Regions from separate parts of the Zea mays genome. Here all the other regions are linked to region 3. A link is a contact called in public Hi-C data. All regions are on one chromosome and are shown on one strand. Each heading gives the region's core, a stretch centred on a gene start, on an enhancer-like site or on the middle of the called end of the contact. The rest is flanking DNA. Distances are from core to core; before and after follow the strand shown.

Region 1 (3,781 bases), core at 1,087-3,586, 340 kb before region 3:
AATCAATGGATTCCAAAGTAAAATATGCCATAGCATGACATTAAGCACTAGCCTTATATTGTAGAGAGGTGTCCCGTTCCTATAAACGTTGAACCAAAGCATGAACCGACATAGAGGCCCGACCTTGTACCCTGATAGACATCCTGTTTCCAAGAAACTATATTGATATAGTTAGTGCTTATCTTGATTTTAATATTGCAAGGCAATAAATAAAGAGATAAAATATGAGAAAACAATATATATAGGACCTTTCTTTCTTCTAATTTTTGGGACCAAACATGAGGGCGCATCTCTAGGCTTTATCGGTGTTGAGGACTTGCTGCATCTAATACGGAAATCACTTCATTCATAGAGATGTTCTCGTGTGAATAATAGCAGATACGCCTGTATGGAAACAAAGGAGAACAGAGCGAGAGCTAAACCAATTTTTAAACTAAAAAACATAGAAAGATAGGCCCCAATCTAACCATATCAATTATCTTTGTCTTGATCAGCTCAACTCTAATCTCCATGGCGTAGGCCATATCTAGAGATACACGCAGCAATGAGATATGCGACTGTCGCTGCCTGCAAAACACTCATGCAACTACAGCTAAAACCTCCCCCCCCAGAGCTACAATGTCAAACACGATAGAGAGAGGTCAGAGGTGTGCCTTGTTCTCATGCAACTTCAAACACATACAACGATAGATGTTATTTTACTTGCTACCAAAGTGGCAAAGTGCTCATATATTGTAGATTAATTAATACTCCTACTTGTTTGAAACACTTAGGTGTTATTTGGTTCAGACCTTGTTAAGGAAATGGTAATGAGATCTCTTACCGACGGTAATGATAACTAGTTATAATTGGATTGGATAGTAGTACCTAGTAATACTAGAAAGAGCTCAAGCAAACAAAAATTTTGGTATCCATTACTCCATATAAACCATTTACGTTACATTTTGTTGAACCGAACACCACCTTAATTTAAGTAGATTGCGGCGTTCGTCGGGTGCGGCGAGGTGGGTGCGAGTAGAGATGGCAATGGGTAAAAACCCGCTGGGTATTACTTGCCCAAACCCATACCCGTGAAGAAAAAATACGCTCGCTAAAAAACACATACCCATGACGGGTATAAAATTTTACCCAAACCCATACCATGCGGGTTTCGGGTACCCAACGGGTTTCCCATACCCACTAACATCAACATAAAAAATAATTCATCATGTAAATGACAATCAATACATTAATAAGCTAGCATAAAACGAATAAGTGATAACTAATTTTAACTTAAAATTTGTTACATCAAATTTATTTCAATTAGAACATATTCAATTAATAATATTATGAGACATATTTATAAGAAATGTTGATTTTAAGGCGGGTTTAAAAAACCCATGTGTTTGCGGGTATGGGTAGTGGAAGAACAAACACATACCCACGTACTCGTTGGGTTTCCATTTAAACCCATTAACAAACCTATGGATACAGAAATTGACCCAAACCCTAATAGAGCAAAAACTCATCGGGTTTCGGGTAGCGGGTACCCATTGCCATTTCTAGCTGCGTCCGTTGGGGTGCGGCGAGGTGGGTTCCAATCACCTCCTCATTTTGACTGTATGTGAAGACCACGAGTGCGGCTGATTTTGACTTTGTACCTGAGTTGTCGTTCCCGGACTCCTCACGCGATGGCTATGCGGCAGCCGCGAAGAATCATAGTCTAGGTAAACGAGGAAGAAAAGCCGCCGGAAATTCCTAACGCTGGTTTAGTGATAAAGAAATTGAAGATGATCTATTGATTTAAATAGCAAGGGATTTTTTTAGATCCCTTTCAATTCTTTTGTCACTAAATCAATATTTAGATCTTGTTTGAATTGCGACTGCATTGAAGGAAGAGGTTAAGGAAAATTAAATAACGTTTTTATTTAATCTTAACTAGAAAGATATTTAATTCTGTCCGATCTATCCCTTCGCAATGGAACGTACCCTTGTAGGATAATAATCCGCGACCCAAATTTCTAATCACGCCGGAGAAAAATAAGGCCTCGACTTTAATTCGTTTCCCCATTTTCTGGTTGCAGATTGATTCTTTACCATTTGTATCGCCATTCCTCCCTGTTCGTTGGGCGTGGGGTCTCAACCTAAAATCAGTCCCATTCCGCGCTCCTAGTGGAGAGTGGATTCGAACGGAAACACCTTTTTGTGCCCCAAGATGCCTGTTTCCGCTTCGTTTCCACGCCACACCTTTTGAATCCTTTGCCGTCACCTCGCCTTTTGCAGCACTAGTTGTTTGTCAGCCTTCTTGGAGTGTGGAGGGGCAGAGAGCGCCGTCCTGTTGATTCAGGAAAACAGTCCGAGCCGATGGGCAGGAAGAGCGACGGCGCGCGGTTGCAATGCGCTGAGGCCAAACTGGCGACGGATTGGACCTGCTGCTTCCTGGCCCTGCCACCGGCAGCACCATCCGCTGTGGATGGCGATGGTGGATTCAACCTCTCGTGGAACCTCCACCAGTCCTTCCACCCGCCGGCCGGCCTCTTCGCCAGCGTGGGCCAGCAGGTTGGGGTTGGGTTCCCAGGGCCTTCGTCCCAGTCGCCGGAGACGCCACGGGACCCATACATGAAGTACGTCTCGCCGGAGGTTGTTGAGACACCTCTGCCGGGGGAAGGTGTGGGGGGGTTGAGGGACAAGGGGAAGAAGAAAGTCGTGAAGCTCAAGATTAAGGTTGGGAATCATCACCTCAAGAGACTGATCAGTGGAGCAATCGCAGGCGCAGTGTCAAGAACTGCTGTTGCACCTTTGGAGACGATCAGGACGCATTTGATGGTGGGAAGTAATGGGAATTCGACGACGGAGGTGTTCCAGTCTATCATGAAGCATGAGGGATGGACTGGGTTGTTCCGTGGTAACGTTGTTAATGTCATCCGGGTAGCCCCAAGCAAGGCAATCGAGGTAAATAGCTCATCCACATCTGTTATTTTTGCAATGTGTTTACGTTAGGCACATGTTCAACATAATGTGGAAATCAACCCTTGGCTATGCATTTATTTTTTAGAATTTATAACTACCTTTTTGCAAATAAACTGAACAATTAGTTGGTGGTTACATCCAGTGTTAATTTGTAGCAATATTTCCTCGTTAGCAATGGTACAAATGTTTTGAGTTTTCTATAATTGGGGCACATACATATGGCAATATGCTCAAGTTGTCACCCAGAGAATAACGAACTCGCATGCTTTTCCCAATATTTGGATCTTAAGCCTCATCTACACTGAGTCTCTGGTTTTTTTAAGTTCCCTCAGTTTTCTAAGAAAGCAATAAGTTTGTTACACAATCCATGTTGGGGTTGCCAGATTACAAGCAAAAGTACAAAGAAGTCTAACAAAGTGCCATGCTGCTATTACAATAAAATTTCTATGATACCTGAGATGCTTCTAATCACTGGATTGTAATTACTAAGCCAGCATAAATAGAATTTTTCATGACCTGAAACTATCAAGAAAGTCTACCTTTTTGTTATGGTAACGTATCGAATGCACATGATCCATTTGGTGCACATGCACATATTAAATCTGAGCCCTTTATCTAAGAATCAACGACTGAGGTGCGAAGGGTTTATTTGCAAATATGCAGCTACGCGCTGATGAGTAAGTGTCGAATGTTTTTTTTATAAAATATTTTAATCGTTGATCGTGGGACGAAGGGTGCAGATTTAATATTTTTGTTATTGGCTTATCTTAGTGGAACTCTTACAGTGAAGTACTTGTAAGCAGAGTTAATGCATACATATTTTTCCTTGTTC
Region 2 (3,935 bases), core at 659-3,158, 300 kb before region 3:
GATCAAATGTCATTTAGCGTTACTTCCCAAAAACCAGGTAGAGCATAACCAATCTACCCAATAGTTCATTTGTTTGCAAGGTGTGGGGTAATCAAAACTAGGGTAACCTATTAGGTCACATCAAATTAACCTAAACATGTCACATTGATTAACAGGAACATTATTACGTAAAGAAGAGTGATCAAGGGCACAACTTGCCTTATACTTTAGAATCCAGGTACTTCACCAAGTTGGTCTTCCGATGTCACCTGGCTTCTATGTGTAGCAATACATACAATCAAGCAAATAATGGGTATGGTAACATTACACCAAAGCATATGAATAAACAATGTAAGAGTACTCTACACGCTACTACGAAATTGTAGGTTCGAGAATCACTAAAATCGGAGTTATGGTTGAAAGGTATGGTTTTCAGAAGATTTAGGTGGTTAAGTAGCAAAAGTATATCCTCTGTTAAATAATATAAAGCATGTGAGAAGAATATTATAAATAAATAACTAACTCAATTTTAATCTAAGTTATATCTTGAGTAGAGATCATATTTTAGTCAGATTATAGTCAGATTGACTTTGACTAGAATGATTAATCAACTAACATAAGTTAAATAAATATCCCATCATAAAAGCATGTGAATGATACAAATAATGTTTTAGTGTGTAGACAAGTTTATTATGAAGCCAACACAACTAAAATAGACCAATTTGGAGTTAAATCGCAAAAGTTATGGATTTTCTAAGGTTTCCCTTTATTTTTACACCTATAAATTCTTTTTCTGTATTTTCTTATGTACTTTTATGGTCTACGGGATGGCAGACACAATTTCTAAATAGATCAAGGTGGAAAACATAAATTCTAGGACTAAGTTGCAATAACTTTTGAACTGCTACAGATGGTGGGTTTATTAAACAAAACGAGAGGGACTATGATGCAATTATTCTCGGCCGAAGGGGTATCGACTAACCACAGCCGTTCGATTTGAAACCGGTGGCACTGATTAGATCGACCGTAGCCCTAACCGGTATGCAACTAAGGCCGCAAGATCCTAATCCTACAGTCACGACGTTATGAAATGAGATCTAATACAACCCGTCCGTTTAGCAGATTAACGACCAAGATCCTAGGGCGAAAGGGTATGCTAGGGATCTAATCAGAATCGTTCAACAACGATCCATTGGTTCGCAGCCACCACGTCGAAGAGGTATGCATGGCTAAATCCTAGCCATCGGTTTGTGGACCAGTGACATGTGATATCTCTTCCCCCACACGTCGCCCAGCGGCGGCGATGGCCTGCCCCACGGTGGCAAAGCTCACCGGAGCAAGCCGATCCGACGCCCTGGTGCATTAACCCATCACCGGACATGTTCTACAAAGAATTCCCCAAAGCCCCAGCCATAAGGCGGATGTTAACGTTGAATTGGATCATGACTCCCTTCACCCACGGTGCAGGCGACCCTGCGAATGTCCGACAAAGAATTCCCCAAAGCCCCAACCATAATCTCTGTACGGGAGGGAACTCGGCAACTCTGCTAGACGACACGATGAGGCCCGGACGACGGTGAAGGTGAGATGCCTATGTGGCGGCGGCTTCATCTTCCCTCGCTTCCTCTCCGCAGTTTGCCCGATAGTGGTGCAACTTTGATTCCTCTCCCTCTCTTGGCGTGACGGTGCTCTCCGATCGACATTGGCCAATCTAGATGGATGAATGGGGTTGGATTTATATCCCCACCCGACGAGATTCCCTACCGCGGAACGCAATCGACCAACGAACATGCGATTTTCGCGGTGTCTTTGGACATCCGTAGAACTCCGGATGACGACTCCTATTGTCGGGCCCCACCTGGAAGAGACTAATCCCAGGATGAGCGGGTGCCGAGTGTGGAGCCAAGGCCGGTCGTGGCCCGTGGCCAATGCACAGGCAAGTGGGCCGGGGTAGAGGCGGCCCGGGCGGTTGTGTGGAGAAAATGGGAGCAGGCCGGGATGGTGGTGCCGGCCCAGGTTTGTTATTTCTTTTTTTCTTCTCTCTTTTGTTTAATTTTAATTACAAAGCCAACTATGTTTTGAATTTCAAACATAGGTTCAAATGTACAGATAAAAAAACCCATCATGAGATGCAACTAAATTTATTTCTATATTAGTTACTTTACCTATTTATTTAAGGAAATGTCTCCAATATGCAACACACCTATTCCTTGTTAAATAAATCATTATCTTGGATATGTAGTCAAACTAAAAGTTTATTCCAAAAAATTTAATGTTTTATCACCTATTATTTTAAGGGTAATTATATTCTGATGTATAATCCCAATTAAGGGATATTCTAACTTACATATTTTAGAGAATGAGCTAACTACATTATTTAACAAAATAATGATTTCACTTTCAGAAGGGCCGTTTTTATTAACCTTTTGTTAGAAAACCACATTAATTGAAATCTTGGGATAAATCTTCCTAACCCCGAAGTTAGAATCTTAGGGTGTTACTTTCATGCAACAAGTGGAAGTGAAATGGAAGAAACGCTTGTGTCTTTTGGATTTTATGGTCGAAACTATTTTGAGGATTATATGTGGACATAAGTTGCACATCCCTAAAATTTCATAAATTTCTAAGGCTATTTGTGTATTATTAATTTCTTTTTGAGCAAAATCATCAAAATGCAATTAAATTCATAAACTATTCTAGGGTTGACCGAAAATTGCAAATAAGTTACCATGACTAATTAATTTCTATAAGAAGATAACGTCAAGTTCCCACTTGAAAATGATAAAGTGAGGTATTGATTATGTTGAAAGTTTGATACTTAAGAGTGATTTCATGGGTGACTCACGCAACAAATGGAAGTGAAATGAAAGAAAGACATACATCTTGTGGATTTTATGATCTAAACATTTTATTGAATTATATGTGGACATATGTTGTGCCTCCATAAAATTTCATAAATTTCAGAGGCTATTTGTGTATTATTAATTTCTTTATGTAGAAAAACTTCAAAATGCACATAGCTATCCGAAAAGATATCTGGATATCCAAGAAGATATCTGGATTTCGATGGATATTATTCATCTCATATCTGTATATGCTATCCAAAATATACTATTTAGATTGTAAACCAAAATCCGGATATGTTGCAGATATCCCAAAAAACTATCCAACAAAATAATTGGCCTCTCTGTTGGTCGAATGCTCGGATAATATCAGTACCGTTTAGACCCTACCCATATACCATGCTCGCAACTTGGATGATACTTGAGGAGGAGAGGAGGGGAACACCACTGTTAGAGCATCTCAGAGTTCACTAACGCGAAGGACGATGCCTTGAACAACTACATCAACGTAACTGCTTGATGTAGCCTTAAATTGACTCACCACAATACGAACTCGCCACTGCACAACCTTCATGTGCCTCGAGCCCATGATGAGACCTTTGACACCTTCTTTTGATTTCTCTGGTGAGATTCTCCCATGCCACTATTGTGTTCCCTCAATCTAAGGGAACTCAAGACTTGGCCTTGGCGAGCACCAAGCACAACACACACACAAACACCCTAAATTCTATTTTTTTGGAATTTCTAAAAAATGTCAGAAATAAGTTAGCTCTATAGCCAAATTTATAATGGAGGTGTATAATAGACTTGGAGGGGCTTTGTAAAGGCCTAGTAGCGTGATCCCACTGAACAACTAAGTATTGTTTAGCATGACACAAACCATGACTCCCTTTGCTCATATTGATACAATTTTGTTGAGCTAAGCTTGTATTTTAAATTGTGAACTCTATTTAATACTTGCTAAATCTGAAAATTGTTCACCACTAAGATTGGCAACTAGTATGTGTAAGATGTGTTGAGATCCTTTTTGCTACCACTACTATATTAGGTTGCTATGTTTCATGCTTTTTAATGATTCTCTATCTTAGTCATACCCTGCTAAACTTTAAGTCA
Region 3 (3,696 bases), core at 925-3,424:
TTGCAGAGACAAATGGTAAGTTAGGTCACATGACAGGTAGAAGTACTACAACGGAGAAAACAATCCCGGAGATAAGAACTCGAAGCGACGGCTAAAACGACGAAACAAAAGGTGAAGGTCTACGGAGTCCGAGTGTCAAGGAGATGTGGACACTCGCATTTTAATTAGGCTTTTTATTCTCTTTTAGCCGTACTATAAAGAGGGGTTGTCGATGAGTAGTTTGACCAAGAGAGTTCTAGTGTAGTGTTGGTGCACAATCACACTCATACACAGTGCTAGGTGTCACTCTAGAACTCACACACAAGTTAGAGCGAAAACCGATTTGAAAATCAGCTGAAAAACAAGACTTAGGGTTTCTGGCTTTGGGGCACCGGACTGTCCGGTGTGCACCGGACTGTCCGGTGCACCCTCTGCCAGGTGGGCCAGGCTGGTCCACTGCAGGGACTCTCCCAGTCGCAGAAACCCGAGAGCGCAGCCTTCGGAAATGAATTTTAGCGGCACACCGGACACCGCACCGGACTGTCCGGTGTGCACCGGACAGTGGACTGTTCACTGTCCGGTGCGCCATGAGTCCAACGGCTCTGTGTCAGAACTAGCCGTTGGAAGTGACCGTTGGCGCACCGGTGGCGCACCGTTGGCGCACCGGTGGCGCACCGGACTGTCCGGTGCGCCATCGCGCAGCAAGTTTCCTGTAACGGCTAGTTGGTGGGTGAGGGCTATTTATACCCCTTCCACCCACCATATTCAATGTCTTGCACTCCACATTTATTCCAGCACCTTGGTAGAGTATTGCAAGCACCAAAAGCCTAGTGAGGAGATTAGAGAATCATAATCCGTGCTTGTTCCTCATTAGCGCTAGTGAGAGCCACCTAGAGCACACACCACTTGCATTAGGCTTCTCTTGGTCAAGCAAAAGTCTATGGCTTGTTACTCTTGGTGATCGGCATCACCTAGACGGCTTGGTGGCGTTGGGAGCTCGGTGATCACCGTGAAGATCTTGTTGGTGACCCGACTCAAGTTTGTAAGCGGTCTCGAGGGATCCACCGCGCCGGAGTGGCAAAGGATCATCTCGTAGTGAGCACTTGGTTCTTGCGAGGACCAAGGGGGAGCGATACCCTTGCGCGGGTGCTCCAACGAGGACTAGTGGAGAGTGCCGACTCTTCGATACCTCGGAAAAAAATTAGAGGAGTCTTCTAAACTTTGCTTTACATTCCGCACTTAATTCAAGCTATTTACTTTGTGTATTTGTTTAGCAAGTATTTGAAGCATTGTTTTAGCCTTGTTACGTTTCTAGTATTATTTTCTTAGTGCTAGTTGTTGGGGTGAAGTTGGGCTCTTGTTTAGCTCTTGCTTAGGTTTTAATTAGTGTTGATTTTTAGAAAAGCCCAATTCACCCCCCCTCTTGGGCATCGTGATCCTTTCAATTGCATTCATACCCTCAAAAAATACATACAAGGTTTACAAATGCCATGAGGACAGTACTGTCATTTGCACTTAACAGCTTGAATAACACCTTCTTACGTCTCCTTTCTGCTTCATCATGACGAAGCTTGCTTCGTTGTACTTCCATCGATCTATATCGAATCTTTTCTGGTGACGAAGCTCCTGCAATACTTAATAATATGCTGAAAACAAATGATTAAGCGTGTTTCTGAGGTCCTTCGAAAGACGAAGGCCCCCAACAATATATATGACCAAAATAAAACTAAGATGTTTTGTGGCTGCCACATTAAAACCTTTGGCCAGAAATAAAAAAGAGTACAAGTAGCTCACAAATAATATTCAGTTATCTGTTTAGTGTTTAGTTGCCATACAGAATACATATATAATGATCATTATTACTATTCACTATCCCATGTAGGTATTGGTTCTCGAATGCCTATTGAAGTTTTAAATTTTCCAAGTTGTGTTGGTCCTATGGACTTTGACGGGTGTTAGTTAAATAATGAGTCTATGTTTAATAGGCTTCGATGAGCCTTTGTTAAATGAGCTATACTAGACTGGCCCATAACCTTGACTCGAGGCTCAGGTACAACATATATATTAGACCGTTCTGATCTAGGTCTATAATTAGGTTGAACCGTGCTAGACTTGTATAACTGAAATGGTGTGATTTGAACCGGCCTGTTAGACGGTGCACAAAAGTACACATCTGGCTCCGGCCCATATTGTCACTAGTCACTACCGCAGCTGTCAGCCCGCTGACCAGTCTCGCTCTCTCGCGGCTTCCGAATCCTAGCGCGAGTGGATCGGCGGGCGGGTGGCGGCGATGATGGTGAGGGCGCGCGACGCGGCGCGGGCGCTGCTCCGCCTCGCCGGCGCCAGAGCTGGCGTCCATAGGGACTATTTCCCTCCGCTAGCGCGCGCCACGTTTGCTCGCGCCTTCCTGGATTTCCGCAAGGTAGCTGCTTCGTCTCCGTTCCTCCTCGTTTCCTCCGCAACTGCAGTTAATTTTAGAAGATTGTTGAACCGTAGAAATGGAGATGGTTGAGAGTGAAATGAGTGACTTTTGTGTGTGTGTGTGTGTTGCTGGAGTGATCAGACGGGGAACAAGGAGGCCATCGAGAAGGATAAGGCCAGGCTGTAAGTCTCCTCTCCTTCAACCTCGTTTACTAGCCATTACTGGTTACTGCTGCTGCGCTGCAGCATTGTATGGTGTGATGTTTTGGTTCTGATTGGTCTAGTGCAGTACCGATGAACTGAGTAGAGGCTACTTCCAAGACTTTGCCGAGATCCGCGAGAACGCTGGCAAGGTATATCACCTATATATAGTATGTACTATGTAACACAAATTTACTAGTTTTTGATCGGTTTGAGTAACCAGTAATCACACTCGCAAAAAATGGTTCAGATTGCGACAGCGAGTAAGGTCATCATCCCAGAGGTAGATGCTGTGAAGTTTCCTGATCTTGATGTGGATTCCCCTGATGGAGGGGCACTGCATCTGCCTCTTGTTGCACCAACTCTGCAAGCTGATGATGGTGAGGCTGGAGACCATAAGATTCCTGGTGCTTCATTGGTGTGCCTTTCCTTCCGCGCAAGCTCGCTGGTATGAGGGACTACCCAGCTTTTCTTGGCTAGATAGTAGATTTCTGCTATGACAAATTGGACTCCAATTGTTTGGTTTTGCATTATTTCTGCAGAAATCTAGCACCACAACTCAATACCTTTTATGTTACTGCATACAATTACATATTAATAGGATTGTATAGTGTTAGAATATAAGTGAATTGCTAGTTGAAGTGCATGCAACTCAACATGATATCGTCCAGGTTTCTCCCTACCTTTCTGGTTTCTAGGTGTCTCTACATCGTGCCTCCATGATAATACATGTACATTTGGGCTGGGCTTCGTGGGCCAGACCGAAACACGTAAACAAAGCACGACCCAAATTCGGCATGGCCCGTAATAGTTTAGTGTCGGGCTAGCCTGGCCTGATGCCTTAGGTCGTGCTTGGGTTGATGCCTTGGGCTCACATGGCATGGTCAAGTCCTAGATTTATGGTGTCATCTCTCTCGAGCTAGCTGAAACCATCCAAACGTTTCGTTCTCTCTATACAACCTGCTTGGCTTGGCTTGCCATGGAGTCGCGGTTACTTGGGAACAGGGAGGCACGTGCTCTTCACCTTGATGCTCAGTTTCGAAACTTCGCCCAACTAGACCTCTCCATCACCGACTACTGCAAATGCCGCTAGGG

What was found. A called contact is a pair of places that touch in the nucleus more often than the background predicts.
Region 1: a contact with region 3 is called in a Hi-C map of ear, with 2.2 times the contacts expected there. The contact joins the promoter of LOC100170249 here to the promoter of LOC100282465 in region 3. A contact is called at or near these places in 3 of 25 Hi-C or Micro-C datasets (ear, leaf and tassel).
Region 2: a Hi-C map of endosperm shows a contact between it and region 3, with 2.7 times the contacts expected there. The contact joins the enhancer-like site here to the promoter of LOC100282465 in region 3. A contact is called at or near these places in 2 of 25 Hi-C or Micro-C datasets (endosperm and leaf).

Annotation. Positions count from the first base shown.
Region 1 is chr8:82,050,954-82,054,734 of Zm-B73-REFERENCE-NAM-5.0, reverse strand. LOC100170249 reads left to right here and starts at 2,336. Exons shown (of 3, transcript NM_001130130.1): 1 at 2,336-2,931. The coding sequence starts at 2,344.
Region 2 is chr8:82,007,599-82,011,533 of Zm-B73-REFERENCE-NAM-5.0, reverse strand. No RefSeq gene overlaps it. Among protein-coding and RNA genes, the nearest start is that of LOC103635458, 38 kb to the left of the region's middle. Within about 2 kb of position 1,908, at least 18 of the 20 cell types and tissues checked have an H3K27ac peak or open chromatin away from gene starts, as enhancers often do. A contact at or near this core is called in endosperm and leaf, where this site is marked.
Region 3 is chr8:81,708,233-81,711,928 of Zm-B73-REFERENCE-NAM-5.0, reverse strand. LOC100282465 (ATP10 protein) reads left to right here and starts at 2,174. Exons shown (of 7, transcript NM_001155375.2): 1 at 2,174-2,401; 2 at 2,543-2,583; 3 at 2,690-2,753; 4 at 2,852-3,049. The coding sequence starts at 2,270.